Linked DNA regions of Rattus norvegicus: all the other regions are linked to region 1. A link is a contact called in public Hi-C data. All regions are on one chromosome and are shown on one strand. Each heading gives the region's core, a stretch centred on a gene start, on an enhancer-like site or on the middle of the called end of the contact. The rest is flanking DNA. Distances are from core to core; before and after follow the strand shown.

Region 1 (4,333 bases), core at 612-3,111:
CTCTTGGGAATGCGGTCTTGTGGCCCAGCTAACAGAAGAGGGTCACTGGGGTGGACCTTGAAGGTGATGTTCACTTGTGGTTCCAGTGCTGAGCATTGCTTCCTTAGGCAAGATGTTAAACAGCCTCTAAGCTCAGCTCTTGCCTCAAGGATGGAGCTGCCCTGGCCACCATCACTTCTCTGCCATAATGCACCTTAACCTGTACAACAGAATTAAGCAAAACCTTCCTTCTCAAATTGTTTCAGCTTGGTCTTTTGTCACAGCTATGAGGAAAGTGATAGATACAAACCCCCTTTCCTTTATGTGGGGTCAGTATTTGCAGCACAGTCTAAGTCTAAACGAGAGAGAGAGAGAGAGAGAGAGAGAGAGAGAGAGAGAGAGAGAGACCATCGACTGAGCGACTGCAGGAGGAACTCTCTACCCTGAGGGGAAACCCAGATTCTTCATAGTGTGTCACCAGGCTGTAGGAAACCACAGCCAGGCCCAACCCCCATATAAACAGTTTCCTTGAATAAACATCTCACAGTCTTTAACCTTTCATCTCCTGTGAAATGAGGCTGCTCCCCAGAGGAGGATATTCTTGAGCTGTGTTCAGTCAACACACTGTGAAGTGTCATAGAGGTATCACAGCCCCTTCCATGCAGGTGGTTCTCCGCTTCTTGCTGCCTTTGTCTGCTCATGGAAGATGTATGCCAGGCCCAAGATAACAGCGTTCATGTAGAGCAAGTGACGGGCTTTTTCTTCTGTTTTACACTTGAGGTTTCACTGGGACAAGCTTCTGGCATCTCAGAACACTGGCCGTGTTAGGACGTGACCTTGGGTAAAACCTAACTGTTCTAACACAAAGTCTAGACTCAAGTCCCTAAAATATACCTGTAGACCAAGAAGGCCTGGCTTCACACTGCTGCTCTGTGGCTGAGGAGCCCGACCTCATCTCAGCCTCAGTTCCTCTTCTATGAAACAAGATTATTGAAAGCACCTACTTAAAGTTAAGTGAAACGAGTCATATAAAGGGTTTAACACCAGGCACTATGCTTTCTTTATAGTTGTGTGTGTGTGTGTGTGTGTGTGAGTTTGTGTGTGTGTGTGAGTGTGTGTGAGTGTGTGTGTGTGTGTGAGTGTGTTTAGTGTTTCTGCACATCACACATGGGCTGGTGAACAGTCTTTAGTGTGCACCTGTATGTGGAGTTCTGAGGACAAGTGTCCTCTGTTTTTGTTTTTAAAAGAAAGAAATTGTCTTGGAACGTGCCAAGTATGCTAGTCTGACTGGCCAGGGAGCCCTGGGAATCTGCCTGGCTCCCCATCCCCAGCACTGAGATTACAAGCACTGGCTAGACAGATTTTTTTGGGGGGGAGTTCTGGAGAATCAAATGCAAATGCTCTGATGAAGGATCCATCTACATATAATAAGTATTTAATAATAGGAAGTTGCTGCGGTGTGAAGACTATCATTATCATTATTGTTGTTTTGCTAAAACTGCTTGAAAAAGCAAAGTTCTACCCTCCTGTTCTTGTGTTCTTTGTGTAACATTAAGATCAGTCTCTGCAGGATATGTTTAGAGAGAAGTCTCCCAGGAGTCACACAATATAGACAGGCAGACAGACAGACAGACAGACAGACAGACAGACAGACGCATGTGCACCCACATGCGCACGCACACACACACACACACACACACACACACACACACACACACACACACACACAAGGTGGTGGTGGTGAATCTCATCTATCTTAAACTTGCAACATGCACTCCTTCCTGCCCTTGATGTCCTTCCTTGAGAGTCAGCTTACCCTGTCTGGCCCAGGTCTAAGCTGCAGCTGCTGCTCTCTGGGTTTATACTGGTCAGGCAGCCAGGAGGGAGAGGAAACCAGAATAAACATGTTTTGCAAGAGCAAAGCTAGTCCAAGTGAAGGCAATTCTAAATAAGGACAATGCAGTCTTTCAGAGCCAGCGCCTTGGCCTGTAGGCAGCTTCCTCCATGGGCGGGCTTGCCATGTTTTCCAATAAGACTGATAAGCTGAGAGTGCCTGAGCTAGGCTGGCCAGAAGTGCATAACAGGCCCATGTCCAGCATAAAAGCTCACAATAGGCCAGAGTGTGGTGGTTCCAGAGGAGTGAATCCAGCCACGTCTACAGTTCCAGCAACTATGACCAAGGGCATCAGATGATTGGCCTATTCATAAGAGAAAAGAAGGAATAAACATTAGTGGCTTCCCCTAAGAACCAACAGTAATATAGAAAGTTGATCAACAATAAAGTGATCTGCAAAGTTCTCCTCAGAACTGGGCTTTGGTCTCAGCTCCTTCACCACTGACTGTGTGGACCTGGGCAAGCCAACTTACTTTTCTGAAGCACAGTTTCCTAATTGTCATGTTTCCTAGAGGTCCTAGATTCTAATGACGCTGTGGTACAGAGGCTGGTCTGCAGTCTTCTGTGGCTGCCATAAGTAGTGTCCATAGCTTAGTGGTTTAATACAAAAGAATTGCCTTTACTCACAGCACGCACCATCGATTGTACCTGTGAAGAGTCTCCCCAGAGGTTATAGAAGAGAATAGGAGAACCCATTCTTTGGCTGTTGCATGCCTCATAGCCGTGGTGTATCACTCCAAACTCTGCCTCACTACCTGGTAAGCCAGTCTCCATGTGCTCTCCTCTCAGAGCATAAGTGAGGTAATCCAGAATAATCTCTTCACCGAGAGTCTTTATTATGTCTACAAAGTCCCTTGCTTTGTAAAGGTAACATTTACAGACTCCAAAGATTAGAACCCAGTGTCTTGGTATTCGACACCTCAGCCTACTGCAAACCTCTCTTTGAATATTAAAAATGTGGAGAATTTTAGAAGGATCTCATCATTTAAAAATACCTTGTGATTTTAATTAGCAGCCGTTGAGACATACCACATATAACATTGGAGTTCTTCATGTTTTCCTGTTTTGTGTGGGAACTCCAACTTAGTATATTTGTTTTCTACCACAAGTGAGCTAGCAGAAGAACTCAGCTTTATAAACACAGGAATGGGTACATGGAAGTATTTTGATTTCATTTTGAGGCTCAAAAAGTGGCCATGTATATATATCACGTGACACTTTACAAACCCCGGGGCACTGAGCGAGTTACTCAGCCTGTCTGACAGGATTCAGTGTTCTCACAGATAAAGTGAAAATAGTGACATGAGCTAGTACTTAACAAGCTTGAAGGACTAAACGGTCTATGTAAAGGAACAAATACAATTCTTAGCAAGTGATAGAGAGTAATGGTTGTTAACTTTAAATGATTTTCAAATGTTTAATATATTGTCTGTATATATCAAGAATCAGACTGACTTAAGGGAAGGAGGGAGCAATGACACAAGCTACTGAGAGCTTTATGAGTCCAAGTCAGTGTGTTTAACGCCTCTAAGCCATAGCTGTGCCTTCATGATCAGATGGAGTTGGAATAACAGTGGTAACTGTCATAATAATATGTTCATTAGAGACACCAAAATCTGGGTGCTAAAGACAAGCAAGCAGAGGCCTCTGAACTTGTCATGAGATAGAGAAGAAAGATCTAGAGTGAAAAGGGATGCTCTAGCCAGCGTTTAGACTCTCGATTTTGAAGGAGTGGCTTCTAAGGATTGTCTGCTGTTCTAACAATTGCTACATGCACTTGAAGATGGACCATAAAGAGGCTGAGGAGGTGGCTCAGTGGTTATGAGTATTTCATTCTCTTCCAGGAGGACCTTAGAGATCTGCTTCCAGCACCTGCTCCTGCAACTCACAACTACCTGCCACTCCAGAGCCAAATGATCCAATATTTTTCCTGGCCTCTACAGACACCTAGCATGAGCGAGAGCGCGCACACACACACACACACACACACACACACACACACACATACACACACACATACACACACATACACACACATACACACACATACACATACACACACATACACACACACATACACACACATACACACACACATACACACACATACACACACACTCACACACACACTCACACACACACTCACACACACATACACATACACACACATACACACACACTCACACACACTCACACACACACTCACACACACATACACATACACACACACATACACACACATACACACACATACACACACACATACACACACATACACACACATACACACACATACACACACACTCACACACACACTCACACACACACACACCTTTAAAAAGACGGACTAGGAAAAATGTGCAGTTTTTGAAATGCAAGGAGGCCAGGCAGGAAGAGAAAGGAGCATTTGTAGCCTAAGGACAAAGGAAGGCAAGGAGATCGGACAAGGCTCCAAGGAAA
Region 2 (4,576 bases), core at 744-3,243, 330 kb before region 1:
AGGGGGTAGAGCTGGGACTAGAGCCCAAGTACGACTCTGGAGAGTGTTGGCCTGTATGCTGTCATGTATATATTTCCCCTAGACTTCTGACCCCCAAATATATAGTGCTTTTATTCCAAGATTCAGATGGCAAACCAGAGACTAAAAAATGTGACAAATGACACATAAACTAAACACAGACTCTGGCCTCAAATTGTACAATCCTGGGAGGATTTCTTCTCCTATCACCCATCCATCATCATCAATCCACCCATCCATTCACCCGTCCACCCATTAACTCAAGATGGTGTCAAGTGCTCACTCTGTTCTGGGGACTGCCTGGTTTCTTAGAGATGAAGTAAACTGTATACAGTCCCTATTCTTTAAGAACTTGTAGTCAAATAAAGAAGGAAAACACTTAAACAACATTAAAAAAAAACCTTATTGCAGCATGAAGAGTCCTCTAAGGTACCATGAAAGAGTTGGGAACATAGAAGACAAAGCATCCAATTACCTTGCCAATAAAGCAAGGAAGGTTCCAGAGAGGAGGTGACATTGGACTATAAATACATGCTATCCAAGCAGAGAAAGGGGGAGAAGGGTTTCTCTAGGCAGAGAGCACCACAGCATTGCTGCACACACCGAATGCCTGCCACCTGCTTTAAGCACTGTCTCTAATGCCTAGAATTCTGTGAACTAGGCATTACCCGGAACACTTTACGGAACAGGAATGTAGGGACACAGAGGTCAAGTACTTGGCCCATGGTTAGAGGACTGCTGAGAAAGGCCTTGAAGTCAACTCTTGTCACCTGGCTTCAAAGCCCATCCTCTTAGCCACTCACCAAGGACTGAATTGAAGACATCTGTTAGGAGTTTCTTATGAGGAGGGACACATAAACAGGAGTCAAGCCACAGGGTCTCTCTGTAGGCTTTCATGATGCGGCAGGAACTTGGACTTGCTGGATCCATCAAAGAATTAATACTGTGGTGTGTGTGTGTGTGTGTGTGTGTGTGCACTCATATATAGAGCCAAGATTTTCTCTCTCTCCTTAAGAGGCCACAGTGGAGAAAGGCAGGCCACCTTTATATACTTTAGACTGAAAACATCTGTCCACTGTAGAAACATCGTATCTTTTGTTAGTTGGATGTCAATATCTAAGTTGTTCGCTTTCTGTGTCCAACAGTCTGGGTACTCCATGAGGACATACATAGCTTTTGTCCATCCTCCCAACCCCCACCCCCACCCCCACCCCCACCCCCACCCCCACCCCCACCCCGGAGCATCCAGCACAGCACCAGGCCACAACTGGTACTTAGACATTCCCAGTGAATATTTACTGAAAACGTGTTGAGTGACTTCTGGGTTTTGATTAATTATTTAGGAAGCGAATTGTGGGTTTATTTACTTTGGTAAGTAGCTCGAATCGTGAAGTAAGAGGACATGGCTGAAGGAACTCTGAAGGTGAAAGGGACCTTTGTCTTAAATCGGTGGTTTACAAAGTACTTTCCTAAATTTGCCTTCTGGATTGTAATCCAGCTACTGCTTTCTGAGGTCATCTCATCAGTTGGGAGACAGCAAATTTGTGTCCCTATCCATTCTCAGCCTTTACCCTCTCACATCTCCTGATCTCCTTCAGTCTGTACCTAAACATTCTGAAGGAAGAAAATTCATAAACTCACAGGGCACACTGTTCCCCTATCGGATGGGCAAGGACAGTAACACTGTCACCATGTTCTGAGCTCTTCTCGGGTCCTAGGCTCGATCCACGTCACCAAATATAAAGACCAGACATTAGTTTCTTCCTGCTCTTCCAGCGCTAAGACCCACGTCCTACTCGCCTGCCCTCCACTGCTAGCCCTCACGGCCGCCACCGCCAGCCCCGCCCGCGCTTCCGCACCCCAGCCTCCCGCACCAGACGCCGGCCGCTCCTGCGCTCCCACGCCCGCGCACTGCGCTCTCCGGGCCCCGCGCTCCCACACCCGGCGCTGAGGAGGCGGGCGCCCTGGGCGAGGGCAGGGCGGCCACGTCAGCGGCGCCGGCTCGCTCCGCCCGCCGCGGGCCTCCCCATAGAAGGTAAAGCCTGGGCAGCGCCCGCGGGCGTCCTCAGGCTGGCAGCCCCGGCTGCCGGTTTCAGTTTCTGAAGAGCTAGGCCTTGAGCAAACACTGGCTGGCAGGAGGAGGGTGCTGGACGCCTTCCCAACAGATAATGTGATTCCCTGCCGCTGGGAGCCACCCACGGTGGGAAGGGGCAGCGCAGGGACCTGGCTCCTCCGCAGAACAGCAGTAGTCCTGGGGTGGGGGTAGGGGGTGGCGGGGAGGAAAGGGCTGGGGGCATCTGCGCTCGGACCCCCTCTTCTTCATCTGTAAGGTTGCTTCTTCCTCGGTGGACACTTAAAATGTTTGCTTTCTTTCTGAAAAAGAAATGAGAGAGAAAGCCAAAACCAACATGAACTCCAAAGGCAGGGCATTTCCCACTTTGGCCTTTTGGTGGATGCACAATTTTTTTTTTTTTTTTTTTTCTGAAAGGCCAGACCTATCCCAGCGGGTGACCTGCGCACATTTCCTAACTTCCCGGTCTCATTATCCTCACCCATAAAATGGGAGTAATGATACCTATCTTTTAGATACGTGCTGAGGGTTAGATTAGATAATAGATTATACATATTAAGCACTTAGTGCCTTCAATCAGCAGCAATTAACATTATTATTAATTATATTGTTATGGCGTATGACTAATCATGAGATAGATTCTTAGTGCTCCTGGGAGCATAAGTAAAAATATGCTCATTTAAAAACTTTTATTGAGGGAAGTAGTTTTATGAGGTGAATAACGAATAGCACCGAGTCAGGACATATTCCTGCATCTCATTTAGTATTTAGAGAAACTTGTAAAGCAGGCATTATGCACTCTGTACCGGTGAGGACCCTGCAGCTTCCAGAAGTAACTGGCTCACCTCATACCTTGGGTCAACATCTCATTTCTCTCTCTTTGAGGCTTGGTCTTGTATAGCCTAGACTAGTTTCTAACTCCCCAAGTAGCTTGAACTCCTAAAAAAAAACAGTCTCTCTCTCTCTCTCTCTCTCTCTCTCTCTCTCTCTCTCTCTCTCTGTGTGTGTGTGTCACACACACACGCGCATAAATGAGCAAGCATGGTCTACATGTGTGTGGGTGCCTAAGGAGTTCTAAAGATATGAACTGGAATTAAAGGCTGTTATGTGTAGCCTTGTGCTAGTTGCTGGGAGGAGAACACAAGTCCTCTGGGAGATCAGCAAGAACTCGAATCTGCTGAGTCATCCCTCCAACTCCCAGACCTGAACTCATGATCCTCCTGCCTCTTTATCCTAAGTGTTACATACCCAGATCTCTCTCTCCTCAGCTGACCACATCCCACCCCAGCAGCCTCACACCTGTCTGCCTCAGACCTCCTTTCCTTTTCGTAGTCTCTCTTCCTTCCCTTGCTCCATGCTCATCAACCTGGAGAAAACCGAGTCAAGTCTGGATGCCAGAAGAAGGCCACTGTCTGCTCCGGGAGACTTTCTGATCCATCCCCATGACCTCCACCCTTCTACTGCCTGAAGCCCAGGCTGTACATCTCTGTCTGTATTGTGCCTCCCCTAAGTAGCCCTCCACAGCTGAGCCTGTGCCTTCCTCAGCCTTAGGATCACAACCACCCAGGTTTAGATCCGAGCTTTACTTATTGGAAGACTGGGATTCCTGATTTTACCTCTCTGCCCTTTATCTCCCTAATGCAGAAGGTGGATTTCAGCAACACTGTCAGCTTGTAGAGTTGCGATCAGTGCAGGGTAGATGGGCAGTCCGTGCTCTGAACTTACCACTGTCAGAGGCTCAGTGAATGAGGACAGGCTGAGATCTTGGGTGTTACTTGGGGACAGAAAGAGAGGAACAGTGCCAATGGTAGAATTAAAAGCATGGCTAGGCCTCGGAGGGGATGGCTCCAACCCAGGTCTGCCTGAATCTTCATGTGTGGTCTTGGCCTTGTCTCTTCACCTTTTAGGATTCATCTTCCCGACTGGAGCAGTCAGTCATTTGTCTGTGGGACTTGTATTGTCCTAAATTCCCAGTTGAGGGTCACATACAGAAGGAAGAGGAAGCACAAAACTCAGCCGTTGGCTCTCCTTAGCTTTCAATAACTATGGTAGTTTACAGTGGCTGCTGAACAGATCGTCATATGTGGCACCCGGCCAAGCATCGTCATTGCCCTGTTCCCCCTGAGAGAAGGGGCTTCTGTGACTCCTATTCTACACCCAAGGGAATAGGATCTGAAGCCAACGAGCCTGCAACTCATTTGTCAGATACAACTGCTCAACCAACTGCAAGAATCCTTTTGAGCACAGAGATATCTGAGAACACAGAGACTCTTATCGCTCGAGCCTGTCAGGTATTAATATTCTGAATAGCCTGAAAGGCCAAGCTGCCATTTTTGCATTAGTTTCTTGTCTTCAACTTGGGCCCCAGGCAGCTGTGGTCAGGATGAGAGCTCATGGAAGAAGACAAGACAATAATATACTCTTCAACAGGGAGAACAAGTCTTCTTGATAGGTTGCTCAGAATACAGAAGCTTGTATCTTCTCTCC
Region 3 (5,041 bases), core at 708-3,207, 430 kb before region 1:
GGACACTTTTTTTTCTCTGTCGCAACCAGTCAAGTTCTCAAGTTTATCTCTGTTATTTTTTTCTTCCACTGCCCCTCAGCCCTGACAGTCTGTCCTCAAAACGTTTGCAACTGCTGCGTTAGCATGAGTTGGCACCCACTGTTAACGTGGTTCATGACTTTCTGTTTAAGCTGTGCCACCTGTTCCCTGAGCATGTTGGCCGTGGACGCCAGCTCGGAGTTTTGCGCTTTCAAGGTTTTCACTTTTTCCTCTAGCCGGGCGATCCGCTCCAGCTTCCTTTTCCGGCACTTGGAGGCAGCGATGCGGTTCCTCATGCGCTTCCTCTCCGCCTTGATCCGCTCCTGAGACTCCATGTCGATGGGGGACAAGGGCGGCGTCTCTCCCGGCATCTCCGGCACCGTCTGCGGCTCTTCCTTCAGCGCCTGCAGCCGCGGGTGCTGCACCGGGATCTGTTGGGGCAAGTGGTGCGGCGGCTGAGGCGGCTGCTGCTGCTGCTGGGGCTGCGATGGAAAGGCCAGCCCGGTCGCGCCATAGGAGGGCGCCCCACCGCCGCTGCTCAGCGCACCCGGGTTGAAGTTGCTGAGGTTGGCGTAGACCGGAGGCTCACTGTGCAGGCTGGCGCTGTAGCCGCCGCCGCCGCCAGCGCCAGCTACTGAGGCCACAGCGGGAGCGACCATGCCCGCCCCACTGACAGGTTGTGCCGCGGAGGTGACACTGGGCAGCGTATTCTGGCTATGCAGTTCAGCTAGGGCGCGCACGAAGCCTTCGGCGAAGCCCTCCTGCTCGTCGGTCACGTTCTTGGGGCACAAGAACTGAGTGGGGGTCGGTGTAGTGGTGATGTGCCCATTGCTGGACTGGATGATCAGGCGCTCCAGCTCCGGCGACGCCAGCTTGAGCAGCCCGACGTCGGGCGACGTGAGAAGGTCCGAGTTCTTGGCTCGGAGGTGCGGCTTCAGATTGCCCACCGGGTCGGCCAGGTTCAAGGTCATGCTCTGCTTCAGAATCTTAGGGTTACTGTAGCCGTAGGCGCCACTCTCGGACTGGAGGAACGAGGCGTTGAGGGCATCGTCGTAGAAGGTCGTTTCCATCTTTGCAGTCATAGAACAGTCGGTCACTTCACGCGGGGTTAGCCTGGGCTGTGCGCAGAAGTTTCGGGGCCGCAACAGCGCGCCGGGAAGCGGGGGATACCCGCGCGTCCCCGCTTCAGTAACAAAGTTTGTTTAGGAGCGTGCGCTCCAGACCGCAGTGCTCCCCCCTGCGCCCTCCTCCCCAGTTCGCTCCAGGGAGCGCAGGGTTAAGACACCGCTTGCACTCACGTTGGTTGGCTCCCGCGCGATCCGGAGCTTTGAAAAGTCGCGGTCACTCACGGAGCGCTCTCGGGAAGCAGCGGTTCCTCGGAGCCCGCGGACCAGCCCCAGCGACAGAGGTTCTCCGGCGGCGCAGACCAGTCGTCACGGAATTCTTGGTGGAAGCCCGCGATCGGGCTCTGCCGCCCGGCCTCCGACAACTGTCCCCTCCTCCGCTGTGAGGGGGAGGGGGACGCTAGGCAGCCGCGGCTAGCACTCGCCCAACTTCAGCCGCCTGTGCGAGCTGGTATGAGTATAGGTTCCTCTTCTCCCTTTTCTTTACGGTCTCGGTGGCAGCCTTAGGCGCAGAAGAGGTTTTGCAAAAGTTCGCTCCGGGCCACTTGTTCCCGGTCCTCTGGGTCAGGAAAGTTGCTGGCCGGTAGCCGCTCGCCTATTTCCTCGCGCGGTCCGGAGCCGTTCTCGATGCTGTCAGCAGTGCCGGGACTTGTGAGCTTCTTCTCCGGGAAAAGCGGGAGAAGGGACTCTCCAAGTGCTCCCCAAAACACCGGTGCAGGAGCTGCGGGCGCTGGATCCAGGCAGTTGGTCAGAAAATGAAGACAAACAGATGAACAGCCCGGAGTCCGCGGACGACCAGGTTAGCCGAGTCCGTCCGTCTGTCTGTCTGCCTGAGCGCTCTCCAGCTAGGCAGTCTCTGCCACACTCAGTGCAACTCTGAGTCCTTATCCAGCCTGAGCTCAACACTTATCTGCTACCAGTCAATCCCTAAAAATAGCCCATGATGTCACCCCAAGGCCTTCCCATTGGCTTGCGTCGCTCTCAAGGGGGCGGGCCCACCCGTCGCCATGGAGACCTCACCCTAGAAGATTCTTCTCTGGGCCCGCGAAGGCTCACGGGATGAGGTAATGCTCCGCTGCGCTCCTACAGTTGGGCCCTTCTTTCTCCACCTCCCTCCCCCTCCCGCGCGTTGCTCCGGCTTGTGTTCCCGGGTTCCCTCCCCGGCGCGTCTTTCCCGGCCCGCCCGGTGCATTGTGGGCTGACGTCTTGGTTTGGCTGTCTAGTGACGGAGGCTGCCGGGTCCGCTGGACCCTTGCGGAGTCTGTCGGAGGCGGGCTCAAGTTCAGGGCTGGGGACCCAGACCGAGACGCGGGGATCCAGAAAGCTGGGGAGACGCGCTGGTGGCCTGGGGCGGAGGGCTTGGGTGGGAGTAGAGGTTACACACACACACACACACACACACACACACACACACACACACACACACACACACACGAACACACGAACACACCCGTGAAAGGGCTGAATGATCTGGGCGATTGAAGCTGGCTCCGCACCCCCGCACTTCCGGGAGACAGAGCGACGCGGGTTAATATGGTTGTGTTCGCCCCGGGTGCGGGAGCGGCAAGTGGGTTGAAGTTGAGCGGGTTTGAGAGTGGCCCTCCCACGCCGAGTGCGCATGGAAGTTTAGTTTCGGAGAAGGATCTGCGCCGCAGTGTGCTGTGCTGGAAACCAGAGATTTGCTGTGCTCGGAATGAATTCACCAGGGTCCCCGGCACAACACTTCATTTTCTGGGGACGTGCCGGGAGGGGTTCGCTTTACCTCGGAGGGACCCCCTTCTAGGTGTGAAAGATGCCACCCCGGCTCCTTGGGGTATGGAAAGCAACATATAAAGGTTCGAAACTCAGGAAACCCCAGCGCTCGCCTGCACTAGCACATACACACAGCCCCGCGCACACTCAGTTCGCGCCCGCCCTTCCTCCCTCCCTGATTTGCTTCTGGGAAAACAAGCCTTGAGAGCTGCGGACTCGCCCCGAGTCACGGTGCTTAAGCAGGAGTCCCTGGTAGAAAGACTGAAAAATCCCCTCCCCGCTCGATGGTGGATTCATATCCTGTGCGGCCTCTAGGAAGCGCTAGACACATGTAAGTTGTTTCTTTTCTAAGGTTCTGCTATCCGCCCTCCACCCTCTACCCCTTAAGACTGACTAAAGAGGTGGCGAGCTTGGTTCTCCCAGGGCAAAAGTGCAAATCTCAGAACTTTCTGAACTTTATTGGTCTCATCTAGAAGTAGAGTGGATGAGGTCCATCCACTACATCGGGCTGCTAGGCATTAGTCTTGACTCTGAGACTAGAAGGTGGTCAATTGGTGCCCCTTTCCCTACCAGCTTCGGAGTTACCCCAGGCCTTCGGTGGGGTGGGGTGAGGGTGGGACGATTTGGAGGATACTGGGTTGTGATTTGGCAGGAGCCAGTGTATTTTCCTAAGCGAGGTAGGAAAGGACCGGGAACCAGCTGTTCCCTAAGCCGCCCTTCAGCCTAGGACTTGAGGTTTAAAGTTGGACTTTAAGTTCCTAGGTTCTAATTTGGACTTTGCTGCCTCAGAACTCAGCTCAGGGTTTGTACCCTTGTGCCTTAAGATATTTTGCCTTTTGAGTATTCAGAACCCAATAGCAGCTGGTATCGGTGGGAAACCTGCCAGCTCTTTTTCACTCCCGGCTGCAGAGGGTAACTGGCTGCTGCCAGCCAAGCGCTGACCTTGGTGGGGGCAGGGTAGAGCAGGGTTTCTGTGAAGTCGAGATACATTTACTTCCCCCTAAGGGAGACCGAGTTACTCTGTGCGCGGCCCTCATCCTTTTTTGCCAAGGAGCTCATATTCTACATGATTTATGATAACAGTAATAAAAGTAAGTTTTGTCTATTAAACACTAATCTGCTAGTTAGTCCAAGCAGTTTTAAGTATGCTGTTTTCTTCCCACAGCTATCTTGGGAGGCATACATTTTTACCTAGACTTTTCGTGGAAGGAAATGGTCCCAGAAAGTTCATGCGTCTTGCTTGGGGTATACAGACAGCTGGAAAGTGAGCTCAGGTCTGTGTTACATTCCTTTGTATTTTCTGGCTCTGGCAAACTTTCCCTTAAAGTCATAGTTATTTGTTTGGAGAGTGGTACTGATGGCATAGAAGTTGTTCCCTTGTTCCTGTATTTAGAAACTCCCAGACCTAGGACCTTGTGTAATTATGTATCTTTTGCCCAAGGGGGTTCTGTGCATCTTCTGCCTCCTGTGGTTTTAAGAGGCTGATTTTCCACTTAGGTTAAGAAATAGCAGTTTCATCAAGGCAAAACAGATCCCTGCTCTTGTTAATGCTGTGCTGCTTGGAAGCCATCATCAACTTCCTCTTTGCCTGGGAGAAGGGTTTTTTCACAGTCCAGCTTCTGCTCTTTTTAGCCATATCTTGCTGAAAGCTCGGTTGGTAAGGGTTGGGCCATGCTACCCTAAAGAACCGAGCATCAGAGGCTGAAGTCAATCAATGATTGTTTTTTGATTCCTCCAATTACTTGTGGTTGCTTTCAGTGCCCCTCCGGGTTTGCCCTCAGTCTTCCAAGGACTTCACAAAAGCCCTGTTTGGGCTTTAATAAGTGTAAGGGGACTATTGTTTAAGTCTTGATGATGGTCTTTTGTAATGCAGGTTGATTGTAATCCCCACACAGTATAGTTTCTTGTATGATGCCAGGTATACCAAGTACCAGTAGCCATAGCAACTGCTCTTTCTGGTCCCATCCCCACTGTTTGCCCTCTTCCTTCCTTCCTTCCTTCCTTCCTTTCTTTCTTTCTTTCTTTCTTTCTTTCTTTCTTTCTTTCTTTCTTTCTTCCTTCCTTTCTCTCTTTCTTTCTTGTATGTAAATACACTGTAGCTGTCTTCAGACACACCAGAAGAGGGCATTGGATCTCATTAGAGGTGG

The links. A called contact is a pair of places that touch in the nucleus more often than the background predicts.
Region 2: a Hi-C map of Schwann cells shows a contact between it and region 1, with 2.2 times the contacts expected there. The contact joins two enhancer-like sites. A contact is called at or near these places in 4 of 12 Hi-C or Micro-C datasets (Schwann cells, kidney, mammary epithelial cells and 1 more).
Region 3: a contact with region 1 is called in a Hi-C map of liver, with 1.8 times the contacts expected there. The contact joins the promoter of Jun here to the enhancer-like site in region 1. A contact is called at or near these places in 6 of 12 Hi-C or Micro-C datasets (the A7r5 cell line, the Rat2 cell line, kidney and 3 more).

What each region holds. Positions count from the first base shown.
Region 1 is chr5:115,439,425-115,443,757 of GRCr8, forward strand. No RefSeq gene overlaps it. Among named protein-coding and RNA genes, the nearest start is that of Fggy, 73 kb to the right of the region's middle. Within about 2 kb of position 1,862, at least 19 of the 93 cell types and tissues checked have an H3K27ac peak or open chromatin away from gene starts, as enhancers often do. A contact at or near this core is called in Schwann cells and liver, where this site is marked.
Region 2 is chr5:115,113,993-115,118,568 of GRCr8, forward strand. No RefSeq gene overlaps it. Among named protein-coding and RNA genes, the nearest start is that of Jun, 100 kb to the left of the region's middle. Within about 2 kb of position 1,994, at least 88 of the 93 cell types and tissues checked have an H3K27ac peak or open chromatin away from gene starts, as enhancers often do. A contact at or near this core is called in Schwann cells, where this site is marked.
Region 3 is chr5:115,011,036-115,016,076 of GRCr8, forward strand. Jun (Jun proto-oncogene, AP-1 transcription factor subunit) reads right to left here and starts at 1,958. Exons shown (of 1, transcript NM_021835.3): 1 at 1-1,958. The coding sequence starts at 1,100. The coding sequence ends at 96. It overlaps LOC100911221 (a long non-coding RNA gene), which reads left to right and starts at 2,220. Exons shown (of 10, transcript XR_010051917.1): 1 at 2,220-3,225; 2 at 4,060-5,041.